Linked DNA regions of Mus musculus: all the other regions are linked to region 1. A link is a contact called in public HiChIP or PLAC-seq data. All regions are on one chromosome and are shown on one strand. The core of a region is the stretch at or near the end of the contact, and the rest is flanking DNA. Distances in the headings are between cores, read along the strand shown. Region 1 overlaps Slc22a23 (solute carrier family 22, member 23). Region 2 has its middle 61 kb from the start of Gm40908. Region 3 has its middle 53 kb from the start of Slc22a23. Region 4 overlaps Bphl (biphenyl hydrolase-like (serine hydrolase, breast epithelial mucin-associated antigen)).

Region 1 (6,178 bases), core at 2,405-4,904:
TTGGTGATTGGAAGGTCTGTGTCATGGGCTGTGGGGGAGGATTTCTGCCCCCCCCCCCCCGTGAGTCTGAGAACCAATGCCAAAGTAAGCTGCTTTCGGATGCTTACAGCTCATGTCACCTTTGGGTGAGGCAGAACCAGCTGACTTTTCTCTGTGGGCTGGAGATGAAGGAAGTGCTACAGAAGGCAAGGAATGGGGAGTGCAGAGAGAACAAGGGTGAGCTTGCTTGTGTGTGGGCACCCCAGGGTGCTGCACAGAGGCACTTAAGCACTTTGTCATGAAGCAGGTACAGAAGAGACTGTACCTGTGAGTGGGCACAGTCAAGGGTGGGTGAAGGTATCTGCAGCCTCCACGCACCCTGTCTTGGTGCCAAGTAGAAATTCTTCTGTAGTTGTTTGCTTAGCCGTTCATTAGCCCTTAAGAAAGGGCAGCACATCTTAGTCCTAATCCAGAAGAAAGTCAAACTGACCCATCCATGTAAACCCTTCCAGATTCACCGTGCACAAATGAATACAGAGAATAAAAGTCATGATCTAGAACATCAGAGGGCAGAAGAATAAGAGGAATTCTGCCAGGTGAAGCAGGGAGATAGGTAGGAGGTAAGAGAAGGGTGAATCGGACCTTAAGAAAGAGCTGCAAGAGTGGGAAAGATGCCTCCCCCAGCTGGCTGCAGCTGGCCCCAGCTGGCCCCAGCCTACTGGCAGTATAGCTGGTAACAACTCCTCAGTAAGAGCTCCCCATACAAACACAGTCTTGCCCTGCATTCTCATCGCTGTATCAAAGTCTGTATTACATGAGTATGTCTCAGGAGACTACAAGTGTGGAAGACTGGGGGGTAGTAGAGGGGCAGGGAGTAGGGGATTTCCTGGTCGGGACTTACTGCTGAGGAGTGGCAGAAAGGAAATGGAAAAGACTGGAGTTTTTCTGGAGGAGCCGAAGGAAGCAGGGGCAGTGCATGCCATCCCTGTGGTTGGGTGCATGCTGTCATCTCAGTCACAGTGAAAATGTCACATAACAGGTCCAGAAGACATGGCAGGTTTGGTAATACAGACTACTCACACATCTGCTGTGTACCCTCCTGTGCTGGTGAACATCTGTGTGCCAACTCAATAAGAACCCATGAAAGATATGTGTGTGTGTGTGTGTCTCTATTCTTCAAACTGTGTTTCCTAGGTATCAGGGCTATCTTCATAAACAAGGCAGACACAGCCCTGCCCTCACAAACCATCAAGGCAAGGAAAGAAAACCACACTTAATATTTACATCCCAAAGCACTCTAGAGTATGTAGATTTCAGTATGCCTTAACATTCCAGGGATGTGCTTTCTTCAAGATCAGCTGCAAGCTTCCTCCTGGGGGAGGCAGCAGTGTTCAACAGAGTGATCCAGGTTTGCCTGGGAAAAAAACCCAGAAAATCCAAAAGCTTTCCCAGGGACCCAGGGAGATGGTTCAGTGGGTGAAGCTTGAGCCACTCAAGTGTAAGGATCTAGAGTTCGGCTCCCTACCACCCATGTAAATGCAGGTGTGGTGGCCTTCCTGTAATCCCAGCGTGGGAAGGTGAGGGAGGTGGTAGGAACAAAGAAGATCTTCAAAGCAAGCTGGCTAGATGGACTAAATGAATCCTCAAGCTCTGGCTTCACGCAAGAGAATATATAAATGGAAAGCAACCACAAAAGGTCCCTAAAGTCAACCTTAGAACTTTGTAGGCATGTGCACTTGAACATATACCCATATATATACATACATGCATATACCACAAACACACATGAAGTGTTCTGGGGCTGCAGGTGAGTCCTGAGGTCAGAGAAGCAGTCCTGTGTCAAGAAAAAGAGCAGTCCTCTTGCATGTGGCATAGGGACCCAGTGCCCTTTAGGACAGGGCATAAAGGATGTGCTAAGGTGCCCTCGGTTGGCTGAGTCCAACCCCATTCACAAAACAGGATCTGAAGCTCTATATTGAGAAACAGATGTTTCACTGAAGGGTGAGTGCCAACAGCCAGGTCACTTCCACTGCTGACACAGGCGTCACCTTGGTTGTCTCAGATATCCAGCATCAGCGGTATTTCCACAAGTGCTTGCAGGCGGAGACAGGAGTTTGGGCTCCGGTCTAACCACCTTACCTGCACTACAGAGCTATAAACACATGTGACTCATTCTGGAAACTCCCGTCCTGGCTGTGTTCCCGCTGCCTGCACTGGGTTACCTGCCTTGCTTACCTGACAACCCCATCAGCAGCTACAGGTGTCTTGTTCGCAGACGTTTCTGTTCCTGGCTTGTTTCTATACCCCTGCAGGGGAGCAATAGAGGTGGCTTTCTTGCACTCCGCCAAGACTCTTCATCAGGTACCTGCTGGAAACTACCCTCAGCTTGGGTTCACCCACCATGAATGCCCTGTGTAGAGACATGTACCAGATGTGTGAAGATGGTGAATTATTAACCACACCTTGTCGAGCTGGAATTTCATCCTGACGAGAGAGCTTTGCAACCATCACAATCATTAGAAGCACGGGAGATGACGCTGAGAGAGGGGAAGCTAGATGGGAAATAACAGGAAACAACAAAGGAAAGGGATTAGGCCAGTTCTCCAGGTGAGAAAGGACTCTTGTGATGGTGGGAAGAAGGGGGGAGGAGGTGGCACCTACTGTGCTCAGCAGCTGTAGAAGGAACTAGCACAAGGGAGGGAGTGAACAGAGAGCCTTAGAAACAAGTGCCTGTGTTTAAATGTTTCCAGAGAAATACTATAAAAACATATAAATGGCCTCAAGCTACATAGGTCCAGTTAAAAATGCTAACAATTTCATTATCTATAAAGACAGCAAATGGTCTTAATTTGTACATGTCACTAAAACCATTTTAAGCAGACTCATATAGATTTTTATAATTTGTTGAAATTGTGGTTTTGTGGGGCAGGTTGTTTGTTTGTTTGTTTGTTGTTTTTGAAATGGAGTCTTGCTATATTGCCCAAGCTGGCCTCAGACTCCTGAGCTCAAGCAGTCCTCCTGCGTAGCTGAGGCAGCAGGTGTGCATCACTACACAGCTGAAGGCTGCTCTTTGGAAGCCACACTAAGCACTTACATCCCCAAGTGACGTTGATCTTCCCAGGGACCCCTAAAGTTGTCACTGTGGTAGCTTCCCAAGCAGATAGAGGAACTGAGGCACAGAGATACCCCCATGGCTTCCCAGAGGTCCTTTGGCTGCTAGCTCAGCTCAATCCCATGCTGCGGTGCTCCTAGGCCCGGAATGTGCATGGGCCACCAAAGGTAGCATACACTTGGTGCAGAACTTAGTTCTCATCCTGGAAGATTCCATGAGCCCTCTAACAATGACAACAACATTTCTTCAAGTCATAAGGGCATTGCTACCTATCCTAATAGGAGCACAGTGAAAGTCTGTTAAATGGATTACTTGTGCTGCTTGCTGCTTAAATATGAGTTTAAAAGATGTGTGAGTTCATAGATCGGTTTGCTTTTCTTTCCCAAGCGTGAGAAGCACAACATGATCCTCCATCAAAAACAATTTTATTTTAAAATATCACATTATACAAAGAGATTCAATCACAGATAAAACAAGGTTGTAGGGTTCTCAGAACACACGGGACTCATCTGTATTAACAATTACTCACAGGGGGAACGGGTCTCCCTCACAGGAAAAGGGAAAAGATGAGTCACAGATGCTACAGTCTCTGGGAACATGAATAGGTACACAACAATCCATTCACAAGCTTCAGTGAGCAGTTTGCAACTGATTCGTGGGCATATTGGCTCATGCCTTCAATCCCAGCATGCAGAAGACTGAGGCAGATGGAGGTCTGTGAGTTCAAGGCCAAGCTGGCCTACACAGAGTATTCAAGACAGCCAGGGCTACACAAGGAAACCCTGCTTCAAAAGAAAAAGAAAGAAAGAAAAGGGAAAAGAAAAGGCTGTAAAATTCTTAGCAAAAAAGAAAAGAAAAGAAAAGAAAAGAAAAGAAAAGAAAAGAAAAGAAAAGAAAAGAAAAGAAAAGAAATCCTTCTTATCTTGGGGCTCAGTGGCTAAGAGCACTGACTGCTCTTCCAGAGGATCCACGTGGCAGCTCACAGCTGTCTGTAACTCCAGGATCTGACACTCCCACACAGACATATAGGTAGGCAAAATACCAACGTACATGAAATAAAAATAAATTATTAAAAAGATCCTACATTACCTAGATAATAATGAAGCATCATGTAATACTAACAAAGGCACATGTATGCCGGTGGGGAGGGGTTCACCTTCCTCAGAGCCGTAGCCTCTTCTGTTGTTCTGACTCAAGTCTACTATCTTCCCCCAAACCTATGCTCACAGAAGCATCCCCAATTAAATGCAACAGGACATGTTTGTGCACTCATCCCCACATGCACACACAGAGAGAGAGAAGAAAGTAGGAAAGAGCATGTAATGGGGAGGAAATATGATCAAAGTGTATATATGCAAGTTTATGTAATTATGAGAGAAGTAATTAAGAACACAGACCTAGAAGTTCAAATGGCAGTGCCCATTTCAATCATGAAAGTTGAATGAGCAGTTGAAAGTAAGCTGGAAATGTCTCAGCTGCTGTTCGGAGCCTGCTGATCACACGAGATGTTGGGAGCCCTTGGGTAAGAAGAGTCTTCATTTCAGCTTCTGAGTACAGAGTTCTGTACAATGCCATGAATCCCATTGCTTACACATGTGCCTTTAAGCAGAGGTATCGAGAGGTCTGAGACATAGGGAAGTATGGCTCTCTGACACCATGCAAGCCCTACCAGGGTAGTGAGCTCCTGTCGTCCCCAGGACAAGGACATGTTCCACAAATCCATCTCACTGCCCTACCACAGCAGCTGGGGCTATGGAAGGCCAGCTTGGAAGCCACTACAGCCTGTAAACCAGGCAGAGGGCAGACAGGGTGAGCATGTGTTAGAGTCTGAGCTGTTGGTGCCTGGCTCAAGTCAGGTGTCAGATGCTAAATGACTGCTGCACAGGCAGCTGGTCAGAGTCCATACAGATGGATAGAAGGAGATGTAGGGGACCTGTGAAACCAGTACTAAAAAGGTGGCAGTTTGATCTCCCTCAGGCATTGGAACTGGCTAACTCCAATCAGGATAAGTTTCCGAGGGAGCTGGGAGAGGTGTTCACAGTGGTGATGAGGCATCTGCTAGGTATGAGGACAAATCAGGGCAGGCAGGAGACTCCCACATGACAAGTAGATACTGTATCCAAGGTATCTGTCTGCCACCCTGATGGGCGTAGGATTAGAGCCTAGGTCAGAAGATGGTCCCTTGGAACAGCTGTTTGGCCCATCCCCAGCAAGCTGTAAACAGAGGTGCCAGTAAAGTTCTAGTTAGGTGCAGAAGTGGCAAATTCATCTCTTCTGCCTCTTTCCCTCCTTACCCCACCCCCACCCCCTTTCCTGGTAATTAAATCTAGAACCCTGTGCATGCTAAGGGAGCTCTCAACCACTGAGGAGTTCATCCCAGCTCCTTTATATTTTATAGTTTTAGATGAGGTCTTGCCAAATGATCCATCCTGGCCAGGAACTCACTATTCTAATCCGACCTAGCCTCCAGCTTGCTATCACCCTGCCTTGGCCTGGCAAGCGCTGAGATTATAGGTCTGCACCACTTTGTCTGTCAGAGTACCACATTTTCTGTATCACTTGCAAATGGTGTCAAATCAGTTCCCTGTACAGCTTTGCCCCTTTCATGCCCTGTGTACCTTCTGATTTCTATGGCTTGATAATCACTTCCACAGGAGGAAGAGTGAGAAAGTGGAGAATATTAACTGGGGTTTGTGGGTGGATGAGCACCAGCTGCATGCAATATAATGTTACAGATTATAGGTGTGTCTGTATGGGAGCTAAATCTCAGGTCTTTATCTGCTAAAGGCATGAACAGAGTAACATTTAGGGTCATGTCAATCCCTATGTATGCAGGGTTGGTCCACTGTAAAAAGGCTAATGTCAAAGACTTCGTGTGCCCTGCCTGAGCCTGCAGCACTCTGAGAATGCTGTGCACAGTGTGGCTGAGACTGTAGCACTATGAGGATGCTGGACACCAAGTGGCCTGAGCCTGTAGCAAGCACTATGAGGATGCTATGCACAATGTAGCATAGTTTTGCCTTTGAGAGGTGACTTTTAGCCTCAAATCTCAGCAGATAAGATGGGGGCTCTAGCTTGCCAAAGCTT
Region 2 (6,178 bases), core at 2,489-4,988, 210 kb before region 1:
CAGTTTTCTGTCCCTACTACACATGCCTGGTATCATTGTCTCATACAGAGGACAGGCTCATCTGGCTTCCCCGCTTAGCAGATTGCAGTCTGTGATCGATTTTCCCTGGTAAAGCAGCAGAGATCATGTGAGGCCAGAAAACCACTCATCCTGTGACCAGAAAGTGAAGAAGAGAGAGGGAGAAACCCAGGTCATAGATCCCCTTGGAAGGCATGCCTCAAATGGCTATCAGTCTTCCCCAAGGTCCTTCCTCTCAAAGGTCCCACCATCTAGGTACCAAGCCTTAGCATACAAATCTTTCAGCAGGGATGTTGAAGATGCACTAAGTAGGAATACCCTTTAATTAGTGAGTAATATTCAGTTTCCCTCTTTCCTCCAAAGGGTCTCCACCCAGTGACTCAAAGCCTTCAGTTTCTTTATAATGGTCTGTTCCTAGGATCATACACTCTTTTAAAGTCACCTTCTTGTAAAGATATTTAGGATAAAAGACAGAAAACAGTGAACAGACCACCCATACCCCCTGTCTGTCCACCTCACCCTTTCCTTAGCAGGTCTCAGTGGATGGTTTAAATGTTTGAAAGTCTTCAATTCAGGACTCACTTGCTAGCCACTGCATGCTTTGCTAAGATCATGCACAGCAAAGGGAGCAAGCTTCATTCATCCCTCCATCCCAGACACTAAGGCAATCCTGATTCCCTCCAGAAGAGGCAATGGGGAACTTATGTGAGGACAGAACATGGAAAGGAAGACAAGGCACATGGTTGGTTCCGTTGAATGACACTAGGTCTCACTGTCACACAATGAGTTGATGCAAATTCTATTTTCATTTACTTATTTTAATAGTTGGATTGACATATCTCTTGATTAATTTTCACATCCCATTCACAGATTCCATGTTACATCTTCCTTGTTTGGATATAACAATGAAGTTCAGAGCAGTCAAATGACTTCTTCATATCACATGGCTTGTGGACTGGAGAGCGGAGCTGTCTTACAGACCCCTAGGTCTCCAGTCTCCCCACACCTTACTGCCTCAACATCTTTTAAACCAAAGGTTAAAAGGAAATGAGCTTTAGCAGTCTTGGATATGAATTGCTTCTATAGGATAAACACAAAAACACCAACAGAGCTTAAGTATATTTTTGCCTTCCTATGACCTAAACCCTTGTCAAACCATGTGATTTCCGTTCCATACCACAGCAAAGATCTCTTCCTGGTCCCAGCACTAACACTTAACAGTCTGTGCCCATAGTCTACACACTTGATTCCTGCAGATACTGCTTGCATTCCCAAAGATGGAACAATGCTCTATCCAGGCTGCAAGCGTCCATCAGAAACATACATTTCCTGACAGACTTAGTTCCCTTCCATCAACCCCCTCCCACATTCCAGCTCATACTTTGTGCACAGCTTATGTTCCTGCTCCAAATCAGTTACCAGAGCTTCCTGAGAACAGTTATTAAACACAAGGATAAGAAGTAGATCCAAAGGAAGAATCCGCCCTAACAGTAGAGGGTCTGGATTACCACACAAGTAGATGGTACTCAGAGAGCAGAGGAGAGAAGGGATGGCTGCCACTCTTGGTACCAGCACAGTGCCAAGGCTAATATGATTCCCCTTGCCGGTGTGGAAGTTTGAAGGAGAATGATCTCCATCAGCCCATATGTTTAAATTCTTGGTCCCCAGCTGGTAGAACTGTTTGAGACGTTTTAGGAGGTGTAGCCTTGTTGGCAGAGGTATGTGACTTGGAGAGAGCTTTGATGCCTCAAAAGACTCATGCCATTCTCCCACTCCCAGTCTCTTTCTCTGTCTCTCTGTGTCTCTCTGTGTCTCTCTGTGTCTGTGTGTGTGTGTGTCTTTCTCTGTCTGTCTCTGTGTCTCTCTGTGTGTATCTGTCTCTGTCTCTGTCTCTCTGTCTCTCTGTCTCTCTCTGTGTCTCTCTCTTTGTCTCTCTGTGTCTCTCTGTCTCTCTCTCTATCTCTCTTTGTCTCTCTGTCTCTCTGTCTCTGTCTCTCTCTCTGTCTCTGTCTCTCTCTCTCTCTCTGTCTCTCTCTCTCTCTCCTCTCTCTCCCCCTCATGGTCCAAGCTGTAAGTTCTCAGCTGTTACTGCTACCATGCTACCATCATGGATTCTAGCACTCTAACCCTCTGGAACCATAAGCCCAGTTAAAACCTTTTCTTTTACACTTTGCCTTGGTCACAGTGTTTTATCACAGCAATAGGAAAGTAAGGAAGACGGCCACTAAGGATGCTTGCTTTCCATCTGGTTCCGGGGGAAATTGAGGCACAGCTTTACTGGAACTCCATCCATCTTCTGCCTTCCTGTGATGTGAGAGATGAATGTTCAGTGTGTGCCTCTAAACCTAAGTCTTCCGTTCCTTGCTTTGCTATATCCCAAGAGCTTCCTCTGGGCTTAGGACTCCCAGGCCACCCTCAGATAGGTGCCTAGACATTATCATATGAAACAGAAGGATGTTGTTGCCTCTCATCTGAGTCTATCATCAGTTTACTTAAGGTCTGAGTTTGCAGTTTCAGAGCTTAACCCGATTGTCCAGCATCAGAATTTTATGTGCTTTAAAGGAAGAAAAAATATTAGTTTCTAGCTTTGCACCATTATGCACTGGTCAGCCTTCACTTTTGAGTAATGGGGCATGTTTGACAGACTCCACTGGGAGCCAGTTTCTGGGATCTTGACTACAGCTCTGTTATTCAGCTCCTCTGCACATGGCTTGAATTCCACCCAATAACCACAGCAACAGCTACTTTCGCTCAGATTTACGTCTAAACCTAAATGGGGCCAACTGCCTCTTCATGTTCCAAATTGGATGGTATATTCTGATTAGTGAATTCTTACTCTCTAAACCACACAGCTTGAAACCTAGTTTCATCCTTCCCAACTCTGGGGAATGTGAAGGGTCACTAACTATAGATGCCTCTGAATGCTTTGTGGCTCTCGGAAAGTCTGGGCAACTTCTGGGGACAGCAATGGTAGGAATTGTGTTTCAGAATGTCCTATAAGAAAACAATGAAGAGCTCTAGGGAATTCTATGCTAACTGCCATAAAGGTACCCCTTCTTGTCTACTTAATGAATTGATTTTACAGAGAACAGAGAGGCATTGGAGGTGTGAGTCTCCCTGATCTGAAACCAGGGCAGGAATTCCTGCTGCAAAGCTGGCTTACTGTCAGCCCCCCCCCCTCCCAGCTCCAAACATAACGCTTCCTTAGATCCCACAGTTAAAGCACCCCCACTCCCACTCCCCTCGACCTCCACATGCTGGAGACCAGTTAACAAAGTTGGGGAACTGCTCTTCAAGTTTCATTCTTTTCATTAGAAATGGCAGCCTGGTTTTTCTTCCAGGGTTAAAATAATCATGAAACAATGTTTTATGCTGAGTTCTGTGCTCATTTCTGTGAAATCTATGTTGCATAAGGCCTTCTTTAAACTTGGTGTTTGGTCAGAATGCGTATGGCTGCCGTCATCCCTGGATGACAAATGAAATTCAGTCAGGTGCTTAAAGGTGAGTGAAAGGACAGCCTTCCTCCAGCCATGTGCAGAGGACATAAGACACAGGGCTGTACTCTAAACCCCAGGAGCTGACTAAGTAGTACATTTTAGATGAGAAGGCAATGGCACAAATCTAATTGCTTCAGTTAAGTCCTCACTGTAAGGAGGAATCAGAGCTGATGCTAGGATAACTCGATGCTTCTTAAATAAAACACAAGGAAGACAGGCGATAAATCTTATGTAAATACACATGACGTCTGTGGACAGGAGGCTGACTCAGTGTGACAGAGAGCTCTGGGACCACTTTGTTTGTGCAATTCTGGAATTGCCTGCTGTGCTTTTCCGAGATTTCTGTCTCCCATAATCTTTATGATAGAATGAATTAACTCTCAGAGCCTCTCAATCTTCTAGTAATTTGGTGCTAGGGTTATGTCTGACAGTGGGAAGTGGCTTCCCGTGTCAACCTCATCCCCTTGAGGATAGGGGGTTCATTTTCCCAGTCACAGGAGTACTATGGCAGATGGCACTTGGCTGAGTCTCTCTCAGGCTTCCCTTTTGCAGAAGACAGTGGCCTGGCCTGGGGTCATACTTCTTCCTCTGGGAAGCCACGCCCAGTGGTCTAGGGCCTTCCCTCCAAGTGTATTGGTTCTAAAGGGCCACCCTGGCTGCATAGCTCCCAGTGAGAGTTAATTGTTTCTTCTAGCATCACAAGTCAGTCCAGTGGGTCTCCAGCCCTAGTCAGACCTGTTCAGCAGGTGCTGGTGCTCAGAGCAGTTCCCAAACCTCCTCAGAAGCTGCTCCCTGGGAGGCCACCCTATATTTATAGACAGAAAATTAATTATTCCAGAGACAGGACTGAAGATTTTATGGTATTTAGAGGTCCAGGTAAGGAGGAGAAAGCAACTGAGGGACCAAAGAGGCTAAACAGGTAGGAAAAACAATCCCTTCACTGAGGAGCAACTAGAAGGGGGACAGGTGAGGTATCAAGAAGAGGATGGACCACTGTGTCAGGTGGATAAGACCAGAATTGAAAATTAACTTTGGAACTACTCTCAGATTCTTGCTGCCAATGACAGTGCTGCTGCTGCTGCTGGTGGTGATGCTGCTGCTGCTGCTGCTGCTGCTGCTGCTGCTGCTGCTGCTGGTGATGGTGGTGATGGTGGTGGTGATGCTGCTGCTGCTGCTGCTGCTGCTGCTGCTGGTGATGGTGGTGGTGGTGATGGTGGTGGTGATGCTGCTGCTGCTGCTGCTGGTGGTGGTGATGCTGCTGCTGCTGCTGCTGCTGCTGCTGCTGCTGCTGCTGCTGGTGATGGTGGTGGTGGTGATGGTGGTGGTGATGCTGCTGCTGCTGCTGCTGGTGGTGGTGATGCTGCTGCTGCTGCTGCTGCTGCTGCTGCTGCTGCTGGTGGTGGTGATGCTGCTGCTGCTGCTGCTGCTGCTGCTGCTGGTGATGGTGGTGGTGATGCTGCTGCTGCTGCTGCTGCTGCTGCTGCTGGTGGTGGTGATGGTGGTGATGATGATTGATGATAACAATGACAATGACTGCCATGGAACTACCATTGAGTTTCAGAAAATCTTCACTTAATCATAGAAAGAACCATGGGGGGGGGTGTGTGACATCTTATTCCGCTTATAAGGGTGGCATATTAGTCAGGCTTCTCCAAACAAGAGCCACAGGATGTGTCTATATATAAAGGGATTTGTTGTAAGGGATAAAATCGTGTTGTTATGGAAGCAGACAAGTCCCAAGATTTGCAGGGTGAGTCATGGAGCTGGAGGCCCAGGAGAGCAGATGGTATAAGTTCTAGTCCAAAGATCAGCAGGCTCCAGATGCAAGAAGAACCAAGATTTCAATTCAAGCTCCAAAGCAGGACAATGCTAAGTTAGGTAAGAAGAACCCTGCTATGGGCAAGTGTCAGCTTTTACGTGCTGCTTGGGCTTTGGACAGATGCAGCTTTACCAATGCTGGGGATGAATGTGTGCTTTGCTTGGTCAACTTACTCAAAAACGAAGCCTGTCCAGAAATACAACTCACAGATACGTAGACACACCCACATTGACATTTCCAATTATCACCAAGGTGGCCTGCAACATGAGTTCCACCTGCCTCTGATCTCCAAATGCCAGAACTAAAGGTAAGTACCGCCAAACCCAGCCATGGCCCAGTAAAGTTAGCACATTAAATCAACAGTCATAAATGGTAAAGCAGGCATGTAGAGACACAACATAATTTTACTAACACTACATGTCTCATTATTAGGTCAAACTGAGAACCAAACCGATGGATTTAGAATTCTTTGTACTCCAATCTCATCATACTATGGTCAACAGCTCAGTTGTGGGCTGAAGACTCACACACACACACACACACACACACATCCATATGTGAAGCTTGTAAGAGGTGGAGCCTAGCTGGAGGAAGCGTATCCCTGGGTGTGGGCTTTGAGCATAAATCACCTCACCCTATTTCTCTTCCTTTCTACTTCACGTTTTCAGTGGAAGATGTGATAGTGCTGCTCTGGTTACCTGCCACCCTTAATGCTGAGAACTTTTCCTCTGAAGCAGTAAGCCTAAACAAACTCTTTCTTCTATAAGTTGCCTCTGTTATGATAGTTTATAGCATCAACAGAGGAGTCACACAATGCTACTAAGAGATACTTTGATACACTTGC
Region 3 (6,178 bases), core at 1,960-4,459, 190 kb before region 1:
GGTTTTATTTTTATGAAACTCCAGGCAAATAGAAATTTTAAAAAATCAAATCTTATAAGAATGAGACTATAGCTTGGGTGATAGAATGTGTGTCTAGCATCCATGAAGCCCTGGAGTCAATCCCCAGTAATACACAAACCAAACGTGGTGGTAAACACCTGGAATCCCAGCTCTTTTGGGTATAGAGGCAGGAGAATTAGATATCCAAGCTTATCCTTGGCTACATCACAAATCTGTGGTCTGGCTAGGATGCCTGATGCCCGGACTCAGTAGGAAGGAAAGAATTCTAATAGGATACATTGCAAAGATATACTGCACACTGAGTAATGGCAGAAGGAAACATTTAGTCTTTGTTTTTTATAAGTATAGCACAGGATGTTTCCATAAGAATAGAAAACTTTGTAGCTACAGGGTAAACATTGTGGTTTATAACACACAGTGTCTTATTTCTGAGCTGAAGTGTTCCAGGCAGAGACCACTGGGATGGAGTGGTGTGAGTGTGTTCAGAGAGCAAATCACACATGTGTGTTCAGAACGGAGGCTGCGGTGAAGCCACGGGAAGGCAACTCGGGTGACCACCGACAGAAACTCTTGAGCTTTGTTACCTCATTCGTTTTTTAATTCATTTTTGTTTGCTGTGCATTCAGAAATCTTTTACTGTTGTCAGAGTCTTGAAAACCTCATACTTAGTCATGCCTCTCGCTGTTCAGGAGTCTGTACCTTAAAAGACACTTTAGAAGGTTTGTTCTCACACCGGCCCTACTCTGAAGATTCTTTTTGGCCCCTTCTTGTAACATCCAGGGCCATTTTTTTCTTAAAAATCTCAAGGTTATGTCAGGGGTCATCTAGGTTCAGGCTCCCCAGAAGCAGGTCCTGAGATCTGGCTGCATGAGCAAGTGCTGTTTGCAGGTAATTCTCCTGAGGAGCTGGGAAGGGCCCAGAAACCGCACAGCTCGAAAGGCAAGATCCCCAAGCCAAACTCCAGGTGATGCCTGACAAGAAATTCAAAGTGAAAACTATCCCTCCTATCAGTTTGTCCTACATCAGAACAAGGGCTCTAAGCCAGGTTTCCATATTACTTCATCGGGTAGCCCTTGCTTAGGACAGAATTCCACATGTGGAGACAAACTGGTTCTAGTCACTAAGGGCAACTGATGTACAGGCGTTGGCCATCAAAACTGAAACAGAACAAGGCCAGTGCTGGGTGCTGTCTTAGTTTTTTCTGTTGCTAAAACAAAATACCGGAGACTGGGGAAAATGGATTTTTTTTTTTTTTTTTTTTTTTGTGAGGAAAACATATTTGCTAAATCCTGACCTCAAGCTGAAACTACAGTCAGTCTGACCTTAGGGCATGTGCGACCCTTACAGAAACTTTCTCTAATATACTTTGTTTTGCTTCTGTAACTCCGATCAAACAGAGGCACCATGGTGACACTACTGTGCCCTCTTCTTATTAAAAGTTCGCATCCTGTCATGCTTGCTAACAGCCATCACAGCTATGTCAACGGGAGGTACTGAACTTGTGTTTTTTACCTTTATAATCCCCTGTTCACTTAGCTCAGGGCTGCCTCTAGACTTGTCACAGGACTGTGTGCCCTGGGTGGGTTTGTGTGACTCGAGAAAGCCTTCCAATTCATAAAGAGCCTGTCCTGGTCTCCTTCTCTTGGGTTAGCTCAGCTACAGCAGATTGGAGGCTGGAAGTTTTAAGACGGAATGGCTGCACCTGGCAAGGACAATGTGCTCATTCACCTCATGGTGGAAAGAAAGGAGTGTAGTTGTCGAATGAGGAGAAGCATCCATGTGTCATGGTAACAGAAGTGCTTGACTCACTTCGTAACAATCTGTTCTTGAAGTAACTAAGCCAGCCTTAAGAAAATTAGCCCAGTCTCTCAGGGAAAACAATGATCTACCTGTAAAGGCTACGTCTCAGGGCCCCGTAAATATTCTACAACTCCCCGATGCCGCTGAATTGAAATTGTAGCATCATATGTGAGTTTCAGAGGAAACGAATCATTTATGCTGTGAGCTGAAGTTACCGAATGGAAGAGATATGGGCTGCACCTGTGTGAAAGAGTGTCCATGGCCAAATGACCAAAGTTCAAAATTGGAGAGTTACTAGGAATACCATTATTTACCATCTCAAATGCACAGGGCAGCTTTTGCTGTTTGCAGCAACCCGCTTACCTGCGGCCCCCACAGAGGTATTTGGTAAACACCATGATTTATGAGTTTCTCTATTCTGCAACTAATAAAAAGTTTATGGTACTTGGGGAAAATTCTGTGTTCCTGAGCCATGGCCGCTCTTATTTAACTCCAGAATACATTTTTATCTCTTATTCCCTTTGAGGCCGCTTTTGTGTTAACAATAACCACGGGAGGCACAGAAACAAGAAGAGGCAGATACCAGAAGCTGGGTGAAGCACCAACTATATTGCTGAATCATGCTGAGTGGTACTTGAACAACCACAGCCCAGATGAGCCATTTCTTTATGTGTCCCTGCCAAGAAGTGGGGCTTAATAACCTAGAAAAATCTTTGATTCATTAATTAATAAGGTGAACTTTAATTCTCTCTCTCTCTCTCTCTCTCTCTCTCTCTCTCTGTGTGTGTGTGTGTGTGTGTGTGTGTGTGTGTGTGTGTCTTTCTCTTGTCTCTCTCTCCCTTTCTCTCTGTCTCTCACTCTCTTCCTTCTCTCCCTTTTTCATGCCATGCACTCGAGAGGGTAGGGGACCCACAGTAGAAGGGCAAGAACTCAGGGTCCCATTCATCACTAGTATGAATGACTGTCCCAAGTAGAAGCCCTTCCTCTCAGCCTCTGGGGTCAGGATCACCCGGGGCAGCTCCGTTAACTTCCTGCTGAGCCTTACTGTCCCCACCTCTTCGAGTTTCTCTTTGTTTGGGGCCAGCATCTGTTTCCTTTTGTCGTGGTTCCTGTGGCTTCCTCTGCTTGCCCAGGTTTTGTTTGCGAATCCTTTCCTGGAGCAGGCACTCTTTGGGAAGAAAGCCCTTCTCCAGGCTCTTAGAGATGGAGTGCCTTGCAACTTGAACACCAGTTCTCTGGATCACTGGTCTATGCATTCTAAGGCAACGAGCAGTCCAACCCTAGGACCGTGGAAGTTTCTCACAACTTTGTAGCTTAGGAGCCTGATTTCTACCTCATGGCCCAGAGTGTTCATTCTGCACAGTAGGAACCTGGCAGAGCATACAAAGAGGCATGCCTCCTGCTTGCCAGGGAATGGTTTACTCACTTCCTGCTTGTCAGATGAAGAGCATACAAAGTTGTCTGAGTAAACAATTCAAGCATGTGAGTCACACAATATCAGCCTGGTACACTCTGAGCATCTGTTTATGGTAGCAGCAATGGATATTAATGTTATCGTTCCGGGACACACACATCCCCAAAGAAGTGTTGAGGGGATTTCATAAATGACTTTGAATTCTGAGATCAAATATCATTTTACTGATCACCGATCTCTCAGGAGCAAGCTCTGCTCTGTCACATGCTTCCTGGATCTTTGTTTGGTGCATGACAGGTACCCAAGAGAGATGAGCTGTCTTGCTGCAGATAGAAGTTGCTGGAGGCAGAGACAGAGTGGTGGTGGAGGAGGATATACACTCATATATGTGAATTTTAATCAAAGCAGCAAAGATTAATTAAGGGGGTTAAAAATAAGGTTTATTGGCCTGAATTGATTATTTCTGAACAATATGTTAAAAGTCAAAATCAAATTTGAATTGACAAAAAGCAAGTTTACTCTTTTAAACATTTTTTCTTAGCACAATCTACTCACTTGAACATTCATTCATCTTCCTTCCCTTTGAATAGTGTTAAGTTTACCAAAATTGCAAAAATCTCAATAGTCCTCACACAGATTACCAATTCTACTTATGTGTATGCATGTGTGTGATTGTACATGTGCATGCATGCATGTGTGATTACATATGTGCATGTGTGCATTCCTGAAGGACAAAGGTTAATGTCAGGTGTACTCCTATATTGTTCTCCACCTTAATTTTTTGCATATGTTTTGTATGTGGTAAGTGTGCATTATGCATGTGTGTTTGAATGTGCACTATGTGTATGAGTGCATGTGCATACATCGATATGGAGTCCCGATACTGATGTTGGGTTTCTTCTTTGCTTACTCTCTACTTTGTATATTGAAGCAAGGTCTCTTGTTTGAATTCAGAGCCCATCAATCTAGGGCCAGCTTGGTCTACTTGGATTACAGGCAGACCACACACACACACACACACACACACACACACACACACACACACATACACACATATCAGCATTTGTATAGGCACCGAGGATCCAAACTCGGACCTTCACGATTATGCAGCAAGCACTTTAACCCACTCTACCATTTCCTCAGATTATCAATTATTAATGAGTTGCTTCCTTTACTTTAACCATTTCTCTCTCAGTGCACACATGTTATTTTTTCTGGACAATTTAAGAACTCATAGCAAACATTATGTGACTTACTCCCAAAATTTTCAGCACGGATTTTGTAAGACAAGATAGTCTCTCTCTAACCATACTACAAGGACCAAGTTCAGGTAAATTAAATGGACATAATAGTAAGGTCTAACTCACAATACAAATTCAATTTTCATCTATTGTTTCACTAACATCCATTATGGATATTTCTTCCTTGAAATAGAATCCAACTGTATGTAAGTTTCCTTCCAAGCTTTAGTCTATAGTAGGTCCTCAACCTGTCATTACCCTTAAAAATAATGATCCCCCCCCCCCCCGAAAGATCTTCTAGTATATCCCAAGGAGCCTGAAGTACTAGCATTTCTTGGAGAAATACCCTGATTTGTATAATGTGTTGCTGTGTCCTTCTCAGTTAGTCTGAACCTCTCAGGAGCATCTAAAGCCCATTAGCCCCACTGTTCCAGATAGTAGCCTTTCTCATGTGGTAGCACATTATTTGTGAGCTCCATCACAAATTGTTGCTTGAAAGGGAAAAAATCTAGGGTCTTTCTAAGAATTTGCATCTCCTTTGAATAAATGCGGGACTTAACAGCCTCAAAATTCCCCAACATGTTTTTTACTTTCAAAGGTAAATAAGCAGATGCCTTCAAAATAATCAAGCAAGCATATCCCAGGATAACTCTAAGACAAAAGAAAAAGGAAGAGTCAGGTGTGCTGGCTTGCATCTATGGTCCAAGAGCTTTGAGGAAGGGGGGGGGGGAGTTAAGAGTTAAAAAACTAAAACTAGCCATGCTACAGATTAAGAGAAGGAAAGGGGGGAAGATTGATGTTCTCCCCAGTTGTTAAAACACACACACACACACAAACACACACACACACACAAACACACACAAACACACACACACACAAACACACACACACAAACACACACACACAAACACACACACACACAAACACACACTCACACAAACACACAGACACAAACCTTGGTGTTGAATAAAAAAAAAAATGGCACATGAATTTATAGATGACAGTCCAATGAGACAGAAGAGTACAGATAACAAAATATAATATCCCAAATGTATGCATGAACATGAATAATCTAATCTGTGGCCATAGACTCTATACAAACAACATCTGGACAGGAAGGTGACCATCATAGAGAAAAGTGAACTGGAAACCATAAATACACACCCTGCACTGAGAGCCACACTAAAGGACTTAAGTTTTAAATGGCAAAAAGTAAAAGCCTGCAAGTACTGCCAGAAAGCTGGGATGCAAATTCCCCACCTCTGCAGGGCTCAGAGCCACTCACTCTGCCTCAGTCTCAGCCAGGAAAGCCTCCCACCTGGAAACAGCCATGGGCATCATCACAAGGCAGTAAAGAATGTAGAGAAATGAAAGTGTAGCCTCTGTTTCCACAATCTCTGCCTGTGGGTTTCTATTCCTACAGCAGAGGAAAGGGTCTGCTCTAGAAGGCTGCTCTTCCCAGCTCTGTCTCCTCAGAGGTTACAGAAACTCTGTGTCCCTCATCCTTTGAGCCTTAGTTGTGATGGCATCTTTGTTGCCTGTGGTACTTGTACCGTCCCTTAGGAACCCTCTAAGATTTGCTCATACCCTTATTAAAAACCAATGTGGGGACTAAGCAGAAAGTTCCTGTACATAAACCCCTCTTAAATTATCCTAATTTAAGTATACCATCTGCTTCCTATTAGGGCTCTGATTGATGGGA
Region 4 (6,178 bases), core at 2,432-4,931, 160 kb after region 1:
TCTACCTGTGATGAGACAAGGCTCATGGGTAAGGCTCGGTTGGCTAGTTATGGAGGCCTGTCTGATTTTTTCAGCACTGAGCATGCACGACAAGAACTTTGCCAACTGAGGTTTCTCCCCAAATCCATGAAATGCAATTCTTATTATTTAACAGAGCCACAGTAACTAGTGAACATGTATGATTGAGTCCATAAGAGAGACAGCAAACCCTGAGAACAAGGCCAATGCGGGGGGGGGGGTGGGGTGGGGTGGGGGCTGTCTCAGGGTAGGGCTGCTCCAGAGGTCAGACAGCCATCAGCAAGGAGGAGCCAAGGCCAATCTGAGTTCATGCTCATTGTTTCCAGACAAGTGTAACCAGCTGTTACTTGTCATGTGGTCTGTGCAGCTAGCCATCATTGATTTCATGGGAACTCATCCACTGGACATGGTGGGAGTGTCTCCACCAACATGAGGTAAACCAGTTGTCCATGGGGAAAGGAGTGTACAAACTACTTGGTAGATTTGCCCAACAGTATCTGAATACAATCCAATGGTGGAAACCAGCATAGTTCAATTATGCCAAAAGGGCTGAATTATAATAGCTAAATATTATATTAAAAAAAAACCTTTAGGGGCTAGAGAGATGGCTCAGCACTTAAGAGCACTGGCTGCTCTTCCAGAAGACCCAGGTTCAATTCCCAGCATCCACATGACAGCTCATCAATGTCTGTAACTCCAGCTTCAGGAGTTCTGACACATTCATACAGATACATGTAAAATAAAAATAAATAATAAAAAATCTGAAAAATCAATTAGGAAAAACAAATTCCTTGTGTTGTGATGGCTGAGAAAGGAGAAGCTTCCAAGAACCCAATGGGTTAGTGCTTAGCACAGTGTCCCCTGCTAAAGCATAGGTACTTCAGCTGGGAACAGAATGAGGTCCTGTTAGTGGATTAATTTACGTAGAGTTTTGAAATGAGAGGTGTTTATGGGAATATCAGATCTGCGGTAAACCTTCAGGACCACAGAAGAAATAGCAAAAGATCTCAGGGCAGGGAAATGCAGCAGCTGCTGGGGGAGCTTGAGGTCTTACAGTGGGTGCAGGCTTGGAAGTCAGACGGATTGCATAGGAGTCCCAGTGCCTAGACATGCAGTTGTGTGAAAATGGGCAAGTTACTTAACCTCTCTGCTAATTTCTGAATCAGAAACTATGAATTATATTAACCTTCTAGAATAAACAGTAAGAAATTACATGGAATTTGCCGACAATGGTGTCTGGCATGTAACACAGACTCAAAACGTTTCTTTTGCATTTACATATTTACTTCTGATAATTTCTTTGAAGAGGGAGTCATTTCTGTCCCAAAGCATAATCACTACCCAAAATTAGTAATTATGCTTCATAGGCAAGTGCCCAGGATAACCAATTGAATCAAACTGTTTGCTGATTCAAAACAGAATTTGGATCCCCAAAGAAACTGATATATCCTCCCCCCTCTTTCTTTTAGAGCATATAACCCATGCCAAACACTAGATCCATAATGAAAACTTATTAATTTAGTTCAGCACCAAGAAAGTCTACTAAGTTCCTGTTTCCACCAATATATACTTAGATAATGTGGTGGTTTGAATGAGAATAGACCCTAAAAGCTCATATGTTTGAATGCTTGGTCCCCAGCAAGTGGAACTGTTTAGGAAGGATTAGGAGGTGTGGCCTTGTTGGAGGCGGTGTGTACTGAGGGGTGGGTTTTGAGGCTCCAACAGCCTATATCGTTCCCAGTGAGCTTTCTCTGCCTCTTGCTTCTGGATCAGAGGTGAGCTCTCAGCTATTGCTCCAGCATCATATCTGCTTACCTGCTGCCATGCTCCCCACCATGGTGATTATGAACCACAAGCCCCAAATTAAACACTTTCTTTTATAAGTTGCTTCAGTCATGCTGTCAGATAAGTAACCTAGTAACTAAGATGAAAGACACAGCTTTCACCTTAAGAGTCTTACAGACAGGGCTTGCAGACAGCATCCAAGGTATGGCAGCTGCCTATTCATAAGAAAAACCACCAGGACTCCTGGTTTCTTGAAACCACAGAGCGCTGAACTCTACAAATGCTGTGTTCTCCCATGATGACATTTATTGCTAAGTAGGCCCAGTAAAAGAGATTGGAAATAACTAATGTATACCAGAACAATTAGAACACACTGTAGTGGGGCTGCCAGCATCCGTCTTCACTATGTGACGTGTTTTAAGTAAAACAAGCGCACATGGCATGCAGGGATGGCAGCAAGCTGACAGTGGATCTGTTGCCCAACATGGTTTCTTAAGGCAGACAGGCAGGTAGCATACAGAGCGTAATAGACACACTGGACAAAGGGATGGTTTGTGTTCTGGGTAGCATGTAGCAGCATCAGGTGTGGCAGAATACACCAACATTTTTTTCACAGTGGCACACAATTTAGGACGTAAGGATTGATTACTCTGGAATTTTCCATTAACAATTTCAGAACACAGCTGAGTGAAGCTACAGAGAGTAAAGCCAAGGTAATGGGAGGCTGTGTTCCAATCTGAACCCAGTATGTACTGCACTCCCAGGTAAATCATTTACTAGGGCAAGACATTTAGCAAGAGGAACACATAGAGAGAAACGACTGAGTTCAGGTTGTAGACATAGTGAGGTATCTATGTGGCAATCAGATAAGAATCACATGAAGAGTCCATTGTGTGGGGCTCAGGAGAAAACAGAAGGGCACAGAGTGGGGACAGCATGGCATGGTGGAGTGCACCTGCAATCTGAGCTACCCCGGAGGCTGAGGTAGGAGGATAGCTCAAGCCCAAGGGCTTGAGGCCAGCATGGGCAACACACTGAGATGCCATCTTTAAAGGTGGGGAAGATGAGGCTGTCAGTCAGCATGTCAGTCCAGATCTGTGGAGTTCACAAGCTAACCAGCCTCAGCTAAGCTGTGAACCCCAAGTTCAGTAGGAGATCCCATTGCAGAAAACAAACATTGGAAGTGGACCTCTAGCCTCCACGTGTACAGCCACATGTACATGCACCCCCACGCTGATGCATGCATGTGTGTGTGTGTGAGTGCCCCCACACAGACATGTACACACACACACACACACACACACACACACACACAGAGTAAAAGAGGAGAGGATCAGAACAGAAAGCAAGGCCAGCTCCAAGGGCCTCAATGACGCTGTCCCAAATATCAAAGTCAGAGAGCAAACAGAGAGGGATGCCAGGACCATGACAGCACAGTGGCCGGAAAGCCAACCCAGAGGGAGCTCGTGGAGAGGGAGTGCACTGTACCATGCACAGCAGGAGACTGCTTTCAAAGGTTAGAGGGAGGGTTGGGGGAGGACACAGAGCAGCCAAGAGCCCAGAGGGTTTGCTTACATGGAAGGCAGTGTCTCCACTGGGCTGGTGGGCCAGAGGCCTCCTTCTGGGTTGAGAAAGTGGCCAGGGTGTTGAAGGAGGGAATTGGAGGTATCCTGGACAGTGAAGAGTATTGTGGGACAGAGAGAGCTTTCATTTCAGGAAGCAGGGGACACATCGGAAACCCACTCTTTGGTGACTATGACAAAGGGGTAAAAGGGTGAGAGTGCCCAGGACAAAGTGTCATCGTGTGGGCATGTGCGAAGCATTACAAGGCCCACCAGGGTGAGGGCTGCGGGACACCTCAGAGCACCCTGGGAGCTGCTATTGCGTGATTACTGAGAAGGACGTGGGCGGAGAGAGGGGAAGGTGTACTGAGGAAGGGCAGCCCACAGGAAGACAGAAGAGTTAGAAACTGGAGTGGAGCCAGACCGGGGAGGGGGGGGGTAGCGAAGCTGAGTGGACCTCTTTGAAGTTCCAAGGGTTTTTTAAGTGGGAGATGGAATTGCTTGATTTCTGTCCTACAAAGGATTCCACCCCCTCTGGAGGACAGAATATCCCAAGAGGCCAAGGTTCTTAGCAGGAGGGTGACGGGTATGGGGGAGGAGGATATAACTCAGGAGTCATTGTGTGGCATGAACAGAACAAAGCCACCAGGAGATGCAAAGGGCAGAGGGAGACTGATCCCTCAGGAGAAGGCTACACGCATTCAGAGGGCGTGGACTGTTAGCTGAATGGCAGAGGAAAGGTGAGTAGAGATGGGGCGGCATTCAACTTTAGAACTTTAGATAGTCCAGATCCGAGGGTGCAACGTAAGCCATAACAAAGTAAAAGAATTGAAACCGGACAGATATGTTTCCCAAATCTAAAAGAATTAAATGCTAATAGCAGAAAGATATCTAGGACACCCTAGGTATTTAGAAATTAAACGTTACATTTCTAAATGCCTATAAATGAACGCAAAGTTTGAGGCGCTATTAGAAAAGATATTTTGAACTATCTCTTGCTGAGTGAAAATATAACACAGTAAAATCTGTAGGTTTTGAGATGGCTAATTTTGGGTGTTAACTTGACCACACCTGGAAACAACTAAAAAGCAAGCTGCTGGACACTCCTATGAGGGATTTTCTTAATCAGATCATTTGAAACAGGAAGACCCACTCCACATGTGGGTGGCACCTTCTGATGGCAGCCCAGATAACAGGACAAGGAAGAAGGAAATTTCTTTGTGCCTGCTTGACTTCACTCTTGCTGGCAAGTCCATCTATCCTATTGCTGGCTGTGCTGGCTGGTTTTATGTCAACTTCACACTATCTAGAGAGTCGTTTGGGATGAGGGAACCTCAGTTGAGAAAATGCTCTCACCAGACTGCCTGTGGACAAGTGTGTGGTGCATTTTATTGCTTGATGATTGACATGGGAGAGCCTGGCTCGCTGTGGGTGGGACCCCATGAGCCGGTGGTCCTGAGCACTGTAAGTGTACAGACTCAGCAAAGAAAGAGGAAGGCAGTAAGCAGCATCTCCCCAAGGCTTCTGCTTCCATCTCTGCCCCCAGGTTTCCACCTCAAGTTTTTGCTCTGATTTCTCTCAGGGTAGAGTGTGACCTGAGAGTTGTAACGTGAAATAGAGCCTTTTCTCTTGTAGTTGCTTTTGGTCACGGTTTTTGCATAGCAATAAGAATCCTAACTAGGATATAGCGGCATTCCTTCCTCAATGTTCAAACCACCTTCTTCAGGATTCCAATGTTGACTGAAGGCCAATGGCTGTTCAAAAATCCTCCAAGCCTTTGGAATGGAACTGCTAAGACATTCAGCCTTGCCAATGGAGACCCTACTAGACAGGACTGGATTCTCAGTTGCTCAGGTGTGAGACAGCCCTTGCCGGGCTGCCAAGGCTGCTTCCTAATCTGTATTTAATAAGTCTAATTAATCTAATAGATCTTTATATGCACAGGTGCTTAGCTCTAGCAGCTCTAGAGGAAAATTTACAGCATTAAATGATATATTAGAAAAGACTAAACATCTCAAAGCAATAATCTAAGATTTCTACTCTGAGATTGGAGGGAATAAAGCGAATCAGAACCCAAAGCAAGCAGGAGGAGGACAGAAATAATGGAAGACAGAAAACAAAACCAAGCCAACATTAGAAACAGATACTTTAAAAGATCAGTGACTGGCCGGGCAAGGAAGATGTGACACAGATGACCAATGTGGACACAGGAGGTGTTTCTACAGACCTTACAACTTAAGGCATGACTCAAATGTCTAGAGGGTAGTGAGGGAGTGCTCCCGATGAGTTAAAAGTACGGCACTTTGACGATACCATACTTGCTATGGTGAGACCCATGCAGCAGAAGACTAGAACGACCACAACGCCACTGAAGTAGAGAGAACACAGACACCTATTTTGTAAAGTTATGGAGTGGGACACAGTGTAATAAAGAGGAACTGCAGGGGAAGGGGGCAGTGTTCTGGAGCAGGAGTAGTGTTTACCCATTGAGGCAGAGAGCAAGAGCCCAGGAAGAGAAGTGGAGGATTTGGAAGAAGCAAGGGCACTGGGTGCCAGAGGCAGCGGGGGCTCACGGATGGCAAAAGAGGAACAGGCTACTCTAAGCCAGGGTGGTGAGGACAAGTGGAGGCCAGATTAGGGTTGCTTTCTAAGTCATCTGTTACTTAAGAGTTTCAGATTGCTTTAAAAACAGGAAGAGCACAGAGAACTAAGATTCTAGAACTTAAGATTCTAGCCTCCAAGTAGTTTACAATGAGAATAGCAGAATACCTGGAAGAGACTTTGCACGTGCTGGGCTCTGCAAACTTTTCCTT

What was found. HiChIP or PLAC-seq counts read pairs in DNA pulled down with a chosen protein or histone mark.
Region 2: a contact with region 1 is called in a FOXA1 HiChIP or PLAC-seq map of pancreatic cancer cells. The contact joins two enhancer-like sites. A contact is called at or near these places in 15 of 39 promoter capture datasets (3T3-L1-derived adipocytes, the HPC-7 cell line, HPC-7-derived erythroid cells and 9 more), 2 of 484 Hi-C or Micro-C datasets (cerebral cortex and embryonic fibroblasts) and 2 of 115 datasets of contacts at active chromatin or transcription factors (embryonic stem cells and pancreatic cancer cells).
Region 3: a contact with region 1 is called in a FOXA1 HiChIP or PLAC-seq map of pancreatic cancer cells. The contact joins two enhancer-like sites. A contact is called at or near these places in 1 of 15 datasets of contacts at CTCF or cohesin (the NIH/3T3 cell line) and 1 of 115 datasets of contacts at active chromatin or transcription factors (pancreatic cancer cells).
Region 4: a contact with region 1 is called in an HNF4G HiChIP or PLAC-seq map of pancreatic cancer cells. The contact joins two enhancer-like sites. A contact is called at or near these places in 3 of 39 promoter capture datasets (3T3-L1-derived adipocytes, the C10 cell line and embryonic stem cells), 1 of 484 Hi-C or Micro-C datasets (embryonic stem cells), 1 of 115 datasets of contacts at active chromatin or transcription factors (pancreatic cancer cells) and 3 of 9 other capture datasets (embryonic stem cells, liver and pancreatic islet).

Annotation. Positions count from the first base shown.
Region 1 is chr13:34,209,062-34,215,239 of GRCm38.p6, reverse strand. The region is part of intron 4 of Slc22a23 (solute carrier family 22, member 23); the gene reads left to right. Among named protein-coding and RNA genes, the nearest start is that of Gm52037, 14 kb to the right of the region's middle. Within about 2 kb of position 3,654, at least 32 of the 459 cell types and tissues checked have an H3K27ac peak or open chromatin away from gene starts, as enhancers often do. A contact at or near this core is called in the NIH/3T3 cell line and pancreatic cancer cells, where this site is marked.
Region 2 is chr13:34,418,386-34,424,563 of GRCm38.p6, reverse strand. No RefSeq gene overlaps it. Among named protein-coding and RNA genes, the nearest start is that of Gm40908, 61 kb to the left of the region's middle. Within about 2 kb of position 3,738, at least 16 of the 459 cell types and tissues checked have an H3K27ac peak or open chromatin away from gene starts, as enhancers often do. A contact at or near this core is called in pancreatic cancer cells, where this site is marked.
Region 3 is chr13:34,395,297-34,401,474 of GRCm38.p6, reverse strand. No RefSeq gene overlaps it. Among named protein-coding and RNA genes, the nearest start is that of Slc22a23, 53 kb to the right of the region's middle. Within about 2 kb of position 3,209, at least 68 of the 459 cell types and tissues checked have an H3K27ac peak or open chromatin away from gene starts, as enhancers often do. A contact at or near this core is called in the NIH/3T3 cell line and pancreatic cancer cells, where this site is marked.
Region 4 is chr13:34,051,639-34,057,816 of GRCm38.p6, reverse strand. The region is part of intron 4 of Bphl (biphenyl hydrolase-like (serine hydrolase, breast epithelial mucin-associated antigen)); the gene reads right to left. Among named protein-coding and RNA genes, the nearest start is that of Bphl, 17 kb to the right of the region's middle. Within about 2 kb of position 3,681, at least 28 of the 459 cell types and tissues checked have an H3K27ac peak or open chromatin away from gene starts, as enhancers often do. A contact at or near this core is called in pancreatic cancer cells, where this site is marked.